Regions from separate parts of the Danio rerio genome. Here region 1 is linked to region 2. A link is a contact called in public HiCAR-type data. All regions are on one chromosome and are shown on one strand. Each heading gives the region's core, a stretch centred on a gene start, on an enhancer-like site or on the middle of the called end of the contact. The rest is flanking DNA. Distances are from core to core; before and after follow the strand shown. Region 1 holds the start of lyz (lysozyme). Region 2 holds the start of zmp:0000000991.

Region 1 (5,128 bases), core at 1,361-3,860, 40 kb after region 2:
GTGCCCAGAGATGAATACTTGCCATGATTTCAGCCCGTCCATTTTCACAATCAGCTTTGCACACTCAACTGAAGCTTTCAGGTCATCGTTAAGCAAGTCTAGCAGATGGGATAGATTTTTAGTGTTAGAAGTATTATAGGAAAGTTTTACAATCAATAATGGGTCAAAAAGTCAGCATAACACAACACAAACAATACATTATAATTTTCAACTCACAATTCACCTCAAATGCACCTCAAAATAAGTAGCATGTTCAAATAACTACCGTTGACTTATATAGAAACAAAATTTTTGTTCATGTAGAGGACATTTATTCAATGATATTTATTATCTCTTGATATACTAGCTTATTTCTTGTATTAGGTTTAATGAATAGCATTTTGACTGACAGATTTTGTTGCATGTTAAGACACAAAGTATATTAAATTAATAATAAAAGTAATAATAAACTGGGGTGGGGACTTGCTCTCACAATTCTACCTTTACTCTTTGCAATTCTTCTTTTTCTCTATATTCAGTCTGATCTCACGAGGAAACGGAACTATTTTATGTTTTGTCTGATACAATTATGCTTAATATTTTTTCAGAGTATATACAGGAATCAGAGAGTGAAATTCAGTACCTTTTAAGACCTTCAAGGCTCTTTCCATACATTTTCAAACTTATAACCACTTTAGGTTTCAACCGGAAACACTGGCAAGATTTTAACTTACAGTATATTTACTAAATATTAAAGTAAGAAACTAATCCAAAACTAAAACATTTTTTAGATACTGAATGAAAACCAATTAAATCTAGCTATAATTCAGCAGGTTGGCGCCTAAAGAATTGCAGAAATAAAGGTGTTGCCTTGGTCACTGCAGTAAACAAAGCAGCATGATGTCAAATCTAGCAGGTTTTTATTGATTTCATAAACTACACAGCATCCTGATATTCACAGATTTAATTCAGGCAAACTTTAGGATACAACCACACTTCGCATAATCAAAGATTATATCAAATGTAATACCAAAACAGCATTTAAGACTTTTTAATACCTTTTAAGGCCCTTAAATATCTTTACATTGTTGGCGCCAATAGTCAAGTGGTTAAGTGTGCCGACATATAGCACCATGGTGCTTTGCAGTGACCTGAGTTTGATTCTCAGCTTGAGGCCCTTTGCCAGCCCTTCCCCTCTCTTTTTTCTCAATACTTTCCTGTCTGAAATCTCCACTGTTCTATCTCACATAAAAGTGAAAAAAAAAAATTTATATATATATATATATACATAGAAAATAAATAAATAAAATTTTCTTCATTGATTTATCAACTTTTATATCTTCTTAAAACCCCACGGACACTCTGTTTTTAGATAAACTTTTGAATCAGTCTTTTTATGCGTTTTGTCTCAACTATGGTTTTGAAAACATATTTTCAGTATTTTATTCAAAGGTTTTTGTTTCTGTTTCTTTGTAATTATTTGAGAAGTTTACAAGAAATTTTGGAAAATACTATTCAAGTTTTTCTTCTTTTATATTTGAAGTTCAATTCAACATGCTACCTTAATGAAGTTAAATTATTAACAAAGAATTGGCAGCAGGCCCATGTCTCACTTTGCCTCCTTAACCAATCACGTACTCTCTAAAACTTATTTAAGGCAGACCAGCCCTCTAGCACTGTACTTCTCATTCTCTCAAACCCACCTTCCCTCCCTTTATTTCCTTGCTTCCCATTAAGAATCCTATAACCCTCTCTTATATCAAAACATTACAGAGACACTACCCCCACTCTGAGTCTCTGGGCATCATCGTAGGACACCCAATCAACCTGTTCACTGTTTATCCTCTTACTTCCCTTCCCCTTCATGCCACTTCATCCCTTTCATCCCTACAATAAAGTCTAGCTTAAAGTGTGGTGTGGTCCATGCTGGTGAACATATTTATGACCGTTTTCTGAAATTTGCTACCAATATCTAAAGTTTTCATGCCAAATTTAACATTTAAAACTCGGTTCTGGAGGGCCGGTGTCCTACATATTTTAGTTATAACCCCAATTGAACACACCTGAACCAGCTAATCAAGCTCTTTCTAGGTATACTAGAAACTTCCAGAGAGGTGTGTTGAAGCAAGTTGCAACTATGCAGGACAGCGGCCCTCCAGGACCAAATTTGGGCACCTCTGACATAAACTATTTACAAGAATACCATACCTGAACAGGCCACTTTGCACAAATTCTTCCCACCAGGGGTCCCGTCATCACACCACTTGAAGCTGTTAATCTGGAAGATCCCGTAGTCCTTCCCCGTATCAGCTGAACGCACTCGGTGGGTCTTAAACCTGCTTTCCCAGTAGGCAGTGCACACATCTGTTCAAATTCATATCAGAAACAACATATTTATCATTAGCTAATACAGAAACAAAATGGCTAAATCCTGCATATTTGTAATGAGAATAAAAATAAACCTCACAGTTGCCAATGGAGAATCCCTCAAATCCATCAAGCCCTTCATTCTTGAAGATCTTGTAAACATCACAGCGTCCCAGTGTCTTGCTTTCACACGAGGACATCCACGCCAGACACAAAAGCACCACTGCCAGCCTCATATTGTATCACTGCTGATATCTGCTTTATCAAGACCAGTGGAGGTGTATGGTGGAGCTGCTGAATGCCTTTATTTATAAGTCCAGAGAAAGGTTTGTGTTTCGCAAGAAGCTTTTCACAAGTGTGCAGTTGCTCCAGTGTTTGCTGAGGCAATAACTGACTGGGTTTGTTGTAAACTTCTGAAAACCAAAAACTGCTTTTATCATGAAGAGAAAGTGATTAAAAGAAACAACTCTGGATTTAAGAGGATGAAATATGCAATACTGGTCGAGCTCATGATGGAGAAATTGTTTACTAATAAGAGCAACGTATAAATGGCGTTTAATGCAGAATTCAGAAACGATCGTGTTATTAGTGACACCGGTGGTCATTTAGCGAACTGCACTAGTGTACATAAAGCATGCAAGAGGTTTAATGCGATTTAATGACATGAAATACTCAGTGAACTTATTTTTTGTTAAAAGTAAAAATAGGAAATAAATGTATTATGGCGAGTCGATTTACAATGCAATCCATTATATGCAGTAGTATTTATTTGCATTTTGCTAGCACTAAATTTTGTACATATATAGATACTGGTACTGTTTTAAATACAAGAATCTTTTCATTGGACACTCACACAATTTAATTAGATTCTAGTATTTGTTCAATGGATACTAGTAACTATTCCAAAAGTTACTAGTAAGCAGAGTTGGGTAATTTACTTTAAGAGTGTAGGTCTCTGCTATTACTTTATTGCTTTTTTTAAATTGTAAAATCTCAATATCTGAAATTCTTAACATTTATTATGTTTTTACATTTGTTTCAAACATGGCCTTTATAAAATTATTTAAATCATTTTAATCTGCAAGTTACAAATTTTCTAATTTAACAACCAGTAAGCTTTCTCTCACAGTCTCCTCTTCAGACTAAGAACAAAGATTTTATATTATTTAATACAGAGTTTGACTATTAGGTGAAATTCTTTACCCTCCCTGAATTGTACAAACTTTGTTGCTAATATTGTTTACATCATTAGTTTATCATTACTTTTAATATTTACTTTCTTTATTGATTTTTTACATTGTGTTTTGTTACTTTCTATATTGTATTAATAAATAAATAACCTAAATATTTACAGCAATCTCTTACTTTACTTTTTCACTCAGCAGATATGGAATTCAACTTTGTTACAAATTATACCCAACACTGCAAGTAAGATTAAACATTTTACTATAAAGATTTTGGATTCAAGAGTACTTTGGCCATTCAGACTCGTCACAAAATAGAATAACTAAAAAAGGTTTAGTCACAAGTGGTTTAATAAAAATGTTTTTTTTTAATTTAAAAAACATTAAACACATGGATAAATGTTCACATAACTCTTTTTGGACCGTTTCTTTCTGAAAAAAAAAAAAAAAAAATAAAAATCAAATCATTTTTACACAGGTTGCAATATGCCAAACAAGAACAAGTCTAAAACCTAATGCCAAACTACCTTCATGTAGTTTTAAGTGTTTTCATGGCCTCAAATGACTAAATTTGAGGACTGATGGAATAATTTGGAGACTGACTGTTACAATGTGGAAAACTGTTGTGAAAAAACTGCAGCTTAATGCAACCCAGTGTGCAATAAACTGACAATAACTTCACAGAAAAATGGAGAAGACAAGCGTGTGTCAACAAACAGCTTAAACCACAAACAGACCTTAGAAGGACACAAGGACCTGGAGCATGGCTATCTTTAAGCATATGCTGGTGAATTTTACCTATAAATATTGTACTTCAATCTAAAACACTGATATAAAAAAAAACATTTAATTCCAGTCATAACAGCCCTTTTCAAATAGCACATGATTTAAAAGTATGGTGAAACTTTAAACAAATACCGGCAAACTAATGTGCAAAATAAAAAAGCGATTTTTATTGTAATGGATGTATTGCTGGAATTATTACTATCAAATTAGATTAAAGTTATTATAAACAAAGGAGACTAATTAAATCAGATGTATTATCTTCATTTATCAACAATTCAAACTGTGCCTGGAGAACGTAAGGTATAATGTGAATTACAAAACAATAAATGAAATGATTCAGTCAAGCACAGATTTTGAAGATATCATTGTGAAGTGGCTTACTGTATTTGTGTGACAAATATTTTAGCTTTGATTAATTGTGTAAAAAAGAGCTATACATTTGATTTATATATAGCTATTTTTAAATATAAATAATAGTGTATTGTTTAAGCGAAATGTAAATATTGTATGAGCAAATCAATATAAATTACACAGTACAAAAAATGACAATATTTGAATGGATTTAATAAATAAATTTGCAAGAATATTTCAAAATCTGTTTGTGTTCCACTATTTGCTATAATCAACCCAAGTCAAACTCTTCTAATCAAATGTATGGCGAAAAATGAAATAAATAAACCAGTCCTTTACTGGAGTTACTCTGTAAACTGGTATGTCTGTGCTTATTAAATATTGTTTTGCTTCAATTAATTGTTAAAAAACCTTCAGTAATAAATTCATACATCATACTAATCAACTTAATAATAAATCTA
Region 2 (5,198 bases), core at 2,538-5,037:
GGCATTTGCCGTTCTGGCTAGGAATGTGTAACTGACAGCGAACAAAAAGTGCAATGGCATCATTTACAAAACAAAAGCTATTATTATGTGCGGTATTTAGTGAAATCAAATTTTCATAAAACATTTACTAATGAAGTATTTATATCCACTGTATTATGAACTGAATTTGAAACCAAACTTAAATATGAACTGATAATTTAAGTTAAAAATAAGTTTTTCCTGCAGATGCCATGAAAAAACATTTTCCCAAGAGAACTTTTTATTTTTATTTTTATTGTAAACAAGTTTTGTGGAATGTAAAATATCTTTAGATGCCAAAGGTTCAACATGGGAACAAGCTTTTTTGGTTCCTGAAAAAAATCTTCTAGTGAACAGTTATTTAAAGTAACATTCAATTATCAGTGTACAGAACATTTTATTTTTGAATATTTATTTATTGAGTTTTTGCATTTACAAAAGCAGTACATTACCCCTCCCCTACCACAAACATGACACTGTTTATGGTAGAAAGAAAAGAAAAAAACATAATAAAAATAAAATATATGCATTGTTCCAGACTTTGAGTTGACAGTGAGGAAACAGAGTGTACCATATTTGTACCATATTTGTTCAGACTATATGTTATCATTTACCATGAGAGGCTTGGCAACATTAAAATAATATTAATAATAAATAATAATATTATTAATAATAATAATAATTATTATTATTATAATAAAGAATTATACAAAAGGTGCATCTTAATATAAAAACAACCCAGGTCATCTCATCTTGAATCACAAAACCTTCCAGATTTATCAAAGTTAATGGTGAGGGAATACATTATATCATATTTGTATAGTAAATATGTTATCATTTGACATGAAGGGCTTGGAAACATCCGAAGAGTACAAAATAGAAATAACATATAAATAAATGAAAAAAAAATGAACAAAAATTAAATTAAATTAAATTACAATAAATTAAATTAAATTAAATTAAATTAAATTAATGAATTCTAAAGGCCAGGGAGTTCTTCAAAGTATTTAATAAACGGGGACCTGTACAGAAAATTTTAATGGTATAATAAACATTTTCTACTTTAAAGAACTTTGTGTAATTGAAACGTTCATGGATGTAAATAGTTCCTCACGCAGGCATCAATACCAATAAAGAATTTTCAGTAAACATAAAGGGATACAACAATTAAGCATGGGCCAGTATAAGTTTCTGACGGTATGATAACCTTGGAAAAAAATACCATGACGGTATTGTGATTACTGCTCTAAAATAAAAATTAAAAAGTTATTTTTTAAATGTCTGGGTGAAAAAAAATTTGTCCCCATTGAACACAAAATATTTTTTTTTAAGAAAAATTTATAATATTTTGGTATAGTAAATATGTCAGGCTATTATTATTATTATTATTATTATTATTATTATTATTATTAAAGCATTGATTTCTGCTCTCCTTTTTAGTTTCAAAAAGATTTCTTTACAAAAAATAAAAATACATTAAAAAAACTTACATATACCTTGGGAACGGTGTAACAGAACATTTTAGTGGCATTAAAACCTTGACTTTTTTCCAAACTGCGGTAAACCTTGTAAACAGTTATTGTCCAATGCCTAACAACAATATTCACTCTTCTGAATATTCTTCATTGACATTGATAGTTCCATTTTTAACTTTTAGCTTTAAATAGTTCTTTAGTTTATTAAAATATTTATTGAAAAACAAGGTTCACTACGCAAAACAAATGATTCTTCCATGGCATCACTTTAAATGACACAATATTGACACCTTTATTTTTTTAATTTCTGGCTAACAAACATAAGCCGATAATAACTTTTATTACAGTCGATAATTATTTCTATTGAGTAACTGATAATTGGCTGACTAAAGTTTTATATATTTTTTTCTAAAAAGGAGTCAAACACTAAAATATTTTAAAGTGTAAAACTAAAAGCATTTGTTGTAAATGGAAGTAATCACAAAAAAACTAGACAATAATGTTTAGATTTGCTAAAGATTACATTGCAACAGTTCAATAATCTATGAGCAGACAATCCAAATATGTTAGCATTATACTATATATTTATTTTTAAGCATGACAAAGTGAAAAACACTCTCACACTCACAAGTTTGTTGTCGCTTGTAATTTTTTTTCCTCTGCTGTGTCTTTTTTATTTCTTCTGGTGGGAAGCTTGATAGAGATGGTGGAGGTGAATCTGGTAGATTCCCTCTGTTCTTTGGATGTATTCTTGGATCCAAACAGTAATATCTGCTTGATTTGCAAATCTGATCAGCGAAAGAAAAAAAAAACAAACAGAAGTGTTAAAAAGAACACAACTCAACATGGCAGAAAATGCTTGTCAATAAAATGATCAAATATTTATGAATTTATAATGATCTGTTTATGTGCAAGATTACAATCACACCTCTGCTGCTTTTCTGCTGCCCTTTTAACTGCAACGGTGGTGGAGATGAAGTAGTTCTTGTCTCTAAATCCTCCTTGTTGTGGTTATGTTGAGAAGCTGCAGCAGGATTTAATTTCTCTTGCTTACTGACATTCTGAAAACTAACAAAGCCTTGGCATTACAATACAATACACCGACAGCAGTCTCTTTCTCTTTGCAGACGCATGAAATCCACATGTCTGCAACTATTTAGTTAAACCGTGAAGTTCAAGGTTCACTCCCTTCAGAAAAATTCTTTACAATAACACCCAGCACATGCCTCCAACAGGGACATTTCATGTTTGTGCTCACGCCTCCACAAGAAAATGATCAACAGATCAGCCTAGTGGACAGCTTTGGCCAAATTACCACTTAGTGAAATGATTTTTTTTTTTTTAAGGAATGACCTAATGAGACCAAATGGGTGTAACAAATTGCATAAGAGCTTAAGTATTACCATAAACATGGTGAGACATGTTAAGCAGACATTCAGCAGAAGAGTAATGACAACTCATTATGTCATAGAGGTGTAATTAAAATCATCTCATTAAACTGAGATGTAGTCAAGCAAACATGTTGGTAAATATATATATATATATATATATATATATATATATATATATATATATATATATATATATATATATATATATATATATATATATATATATATATATATATTTACATTTTTGATTGTTTAAAAGAGCACTTCTCTGTGCAGGCAACATGTATTATATAACTGGGGTATATAACTGGGGTGGTGCTATACAAAAAAAAAATCAATGCTTGAATTATTGTTCAATTCACTGACATTGTTATTATTCTTTGATTTTAGGAAATTCAATTGCTGTGACTGATGCACCTAACTGTCAGCAAATTAATATTTACGAAAACTAGAACTACGTAAGAACTTCAACCTGTCCTCTTAAAGCTACAGGCTTTCTTGGGTTAAAGTTCAGTTTAAGAGAAATGAAAGTAAGAAAAGTAGAGTTTGAGAAATAGAAAGTATCCTCACAGCGTAAGCGAGTACTTATAAACTTTGTAGCCTACCGTGTTTTGTCAGTGTGTGTGTAAAATCTCTCCTGATCTGAGACAACGCGAGTCACGCTGGCTTTCACTCCGCTTTGACAACTTGACTGCTGCACCTTCGCATCATGTTTTGACATTATAGGCTGACTGTAGCTGGCGCATCTAGTTCGGTTACCTCCCTTTATACCCTCCGGGCATCAGCTGTACACTTAAGTACCCTCACAGAGCCACGACTGTAAATTCCAGCGGAGAAACGGTGTGGGACAGCCGTCATTCTCAACAGAGTCTGGCAGCCGCAGCCCGTCATGTGTTTCTTTCCCACCGAGGCGTGTGTGTGTGTGTGTTATGCAGAGCAGAGCTGCGGAAGTGCGGGAACGCGCTTGTGTTTTGGTAACAAACTCTGTACTTTAAAATGGCGAGTGTATTACAGGACATATAGAAATTCTATGCCAAGACAACGTTTGCGTTTTATTTATTATTTTTGTATGTCATGCGAACTTGTGATATTTGGACTTCTTCCAAAAGAGAAAGTGTTTCAGTCATATATAAAATATAAGTATTACCTATGATGATAGCAACAGAGAATAAACAAGCCGTGTTTTATTTATATAAATAAAATATATTTGTGCGGGTGATAGTAAACAAAAGCAGGCCTACGTATTATCAATGCGAATCGGTTCTTCATAAAAGTTCACTCTAAAGAACCGATTCAGTGATTCATTTGCGTCACACAGAAGCACCTTCTGGTTTACTCTCATTAAAGGCTACAATAAATCCACATATGACTTTTTATTACTATTTTAAATTAATAAAATTGGTTGTTTTTGGGTTTATGCAATTTGTTACACAGTTATGATTTTGGAAAGTCAGCTTGTGTTCAGATAAAGAAAAAAGTGACCTACATCTTAGATGGCCTGAGGGTGAGTCAGCAATTAAATAACACAAACCATCCCTTGCTAAAACAAATCCTGCTTTGATTTTAGTCTGATTCATAAAGTCGTAGTCATATAACCAATCTTGGAAATGATTCCACTAAAAACATTAGTTTCTGAATCACACCCATAACCATAATGAATAGTTTTGAACAGTAAAGTTTTGTAGGTTATTCATGGTTTTGCCGTTTTATTTTCCATTTGCATTGGCACAATCTTACTACAAAATATCATGATTTATGGTTAGTGTGGCAAAAGCATGGTTAATGGTTTTCACTGACTACCCCACATAGCAAAATTTCTCTGGCCCAGCTCTGGCCCACACAATCAGGTTTTGCTTGGCCCACATGCCGCAGTGAATTACGGTACATGACTGGACCAAATCTGGCTTCCAGACAAGGGCCAAACACAGACCATATCTGGGCCAAGTCTCAGCCAAGTTAATAACTCATAACTGGGCCTGAACTGGGCCAGAGAGGTTGGTGTGTCACGATTGCAATGAAATTGATAAACCCATGGAGTGATGCGCTTTAGGCACACTATGGGCATGCTTTTTCTCAAAGTGACCTGATTGGTAGAATTTTTTTTCTTTATTTAAAAATGATTTTAGTGTATTTTAAATGTGGGTCAAGACTGGCCAAACTGACATGGCCCACTTATCAAATTTTTAAATCTGGGCCAAATACTACATTTTTCATCTGGCCCAAATCTTGTGTGCCGCCTTAAAAATGGTGCCACCTCTGCCAAACCCGGGCCATGTTTGGCCCACATGCTGTATGCCAGTGCCGGATGAATGCC

What was found. HiCAR-type assays count read pairs that join an accessible place to other places.
Region 1: a HiCAR-type map of caudal fin shows a contact between it and region 2, with 3 times the contacts expected there. The contact joins the promoter of lyz here to the promoter of zmp:0000000991 in region 2. A contact is called at or near these places in 3 of 18 Hi-C or Micro-C datasets (caudal fin, gastrula embryo and an unstated tissue) and 1 of 4 datasets of contacts at active chromatin or transcription factors (caudal fin).

The regions. Positions count from the first base shown.
Region 1 is chr24:27,957,056-27,962,183 of GRCz12tu, forward strand. lyz (lysozyme) reads right to left here and starts at 2,611. Exons shown (of 4, transcript NM_139180.1): 1 at 2,447-2,611; 2 at 2,188-2,343; 3 at 23-98. The coding sequence starts at 2,582. abcc13 (ATP-binding cassette, sub-family C (CFTR/MRP), member 13) reads right to left here. Exons shown (of 24, transcript XM_073940721.1): 24 at 3,866-3,962.
Region 2 is chr24:27,915,496-27,920,693 of GRCz12tu, forward strand. It overlaps zmp:0000000991, which reads right to left and starts at 3,788. Exons shown (of 5, transcript XM_073940713.1): 1 at 3,490-3,788; 2 at 2,422-2,561; 3 at 2,122-2,281. It also overlaps a transcript of chodl not described here.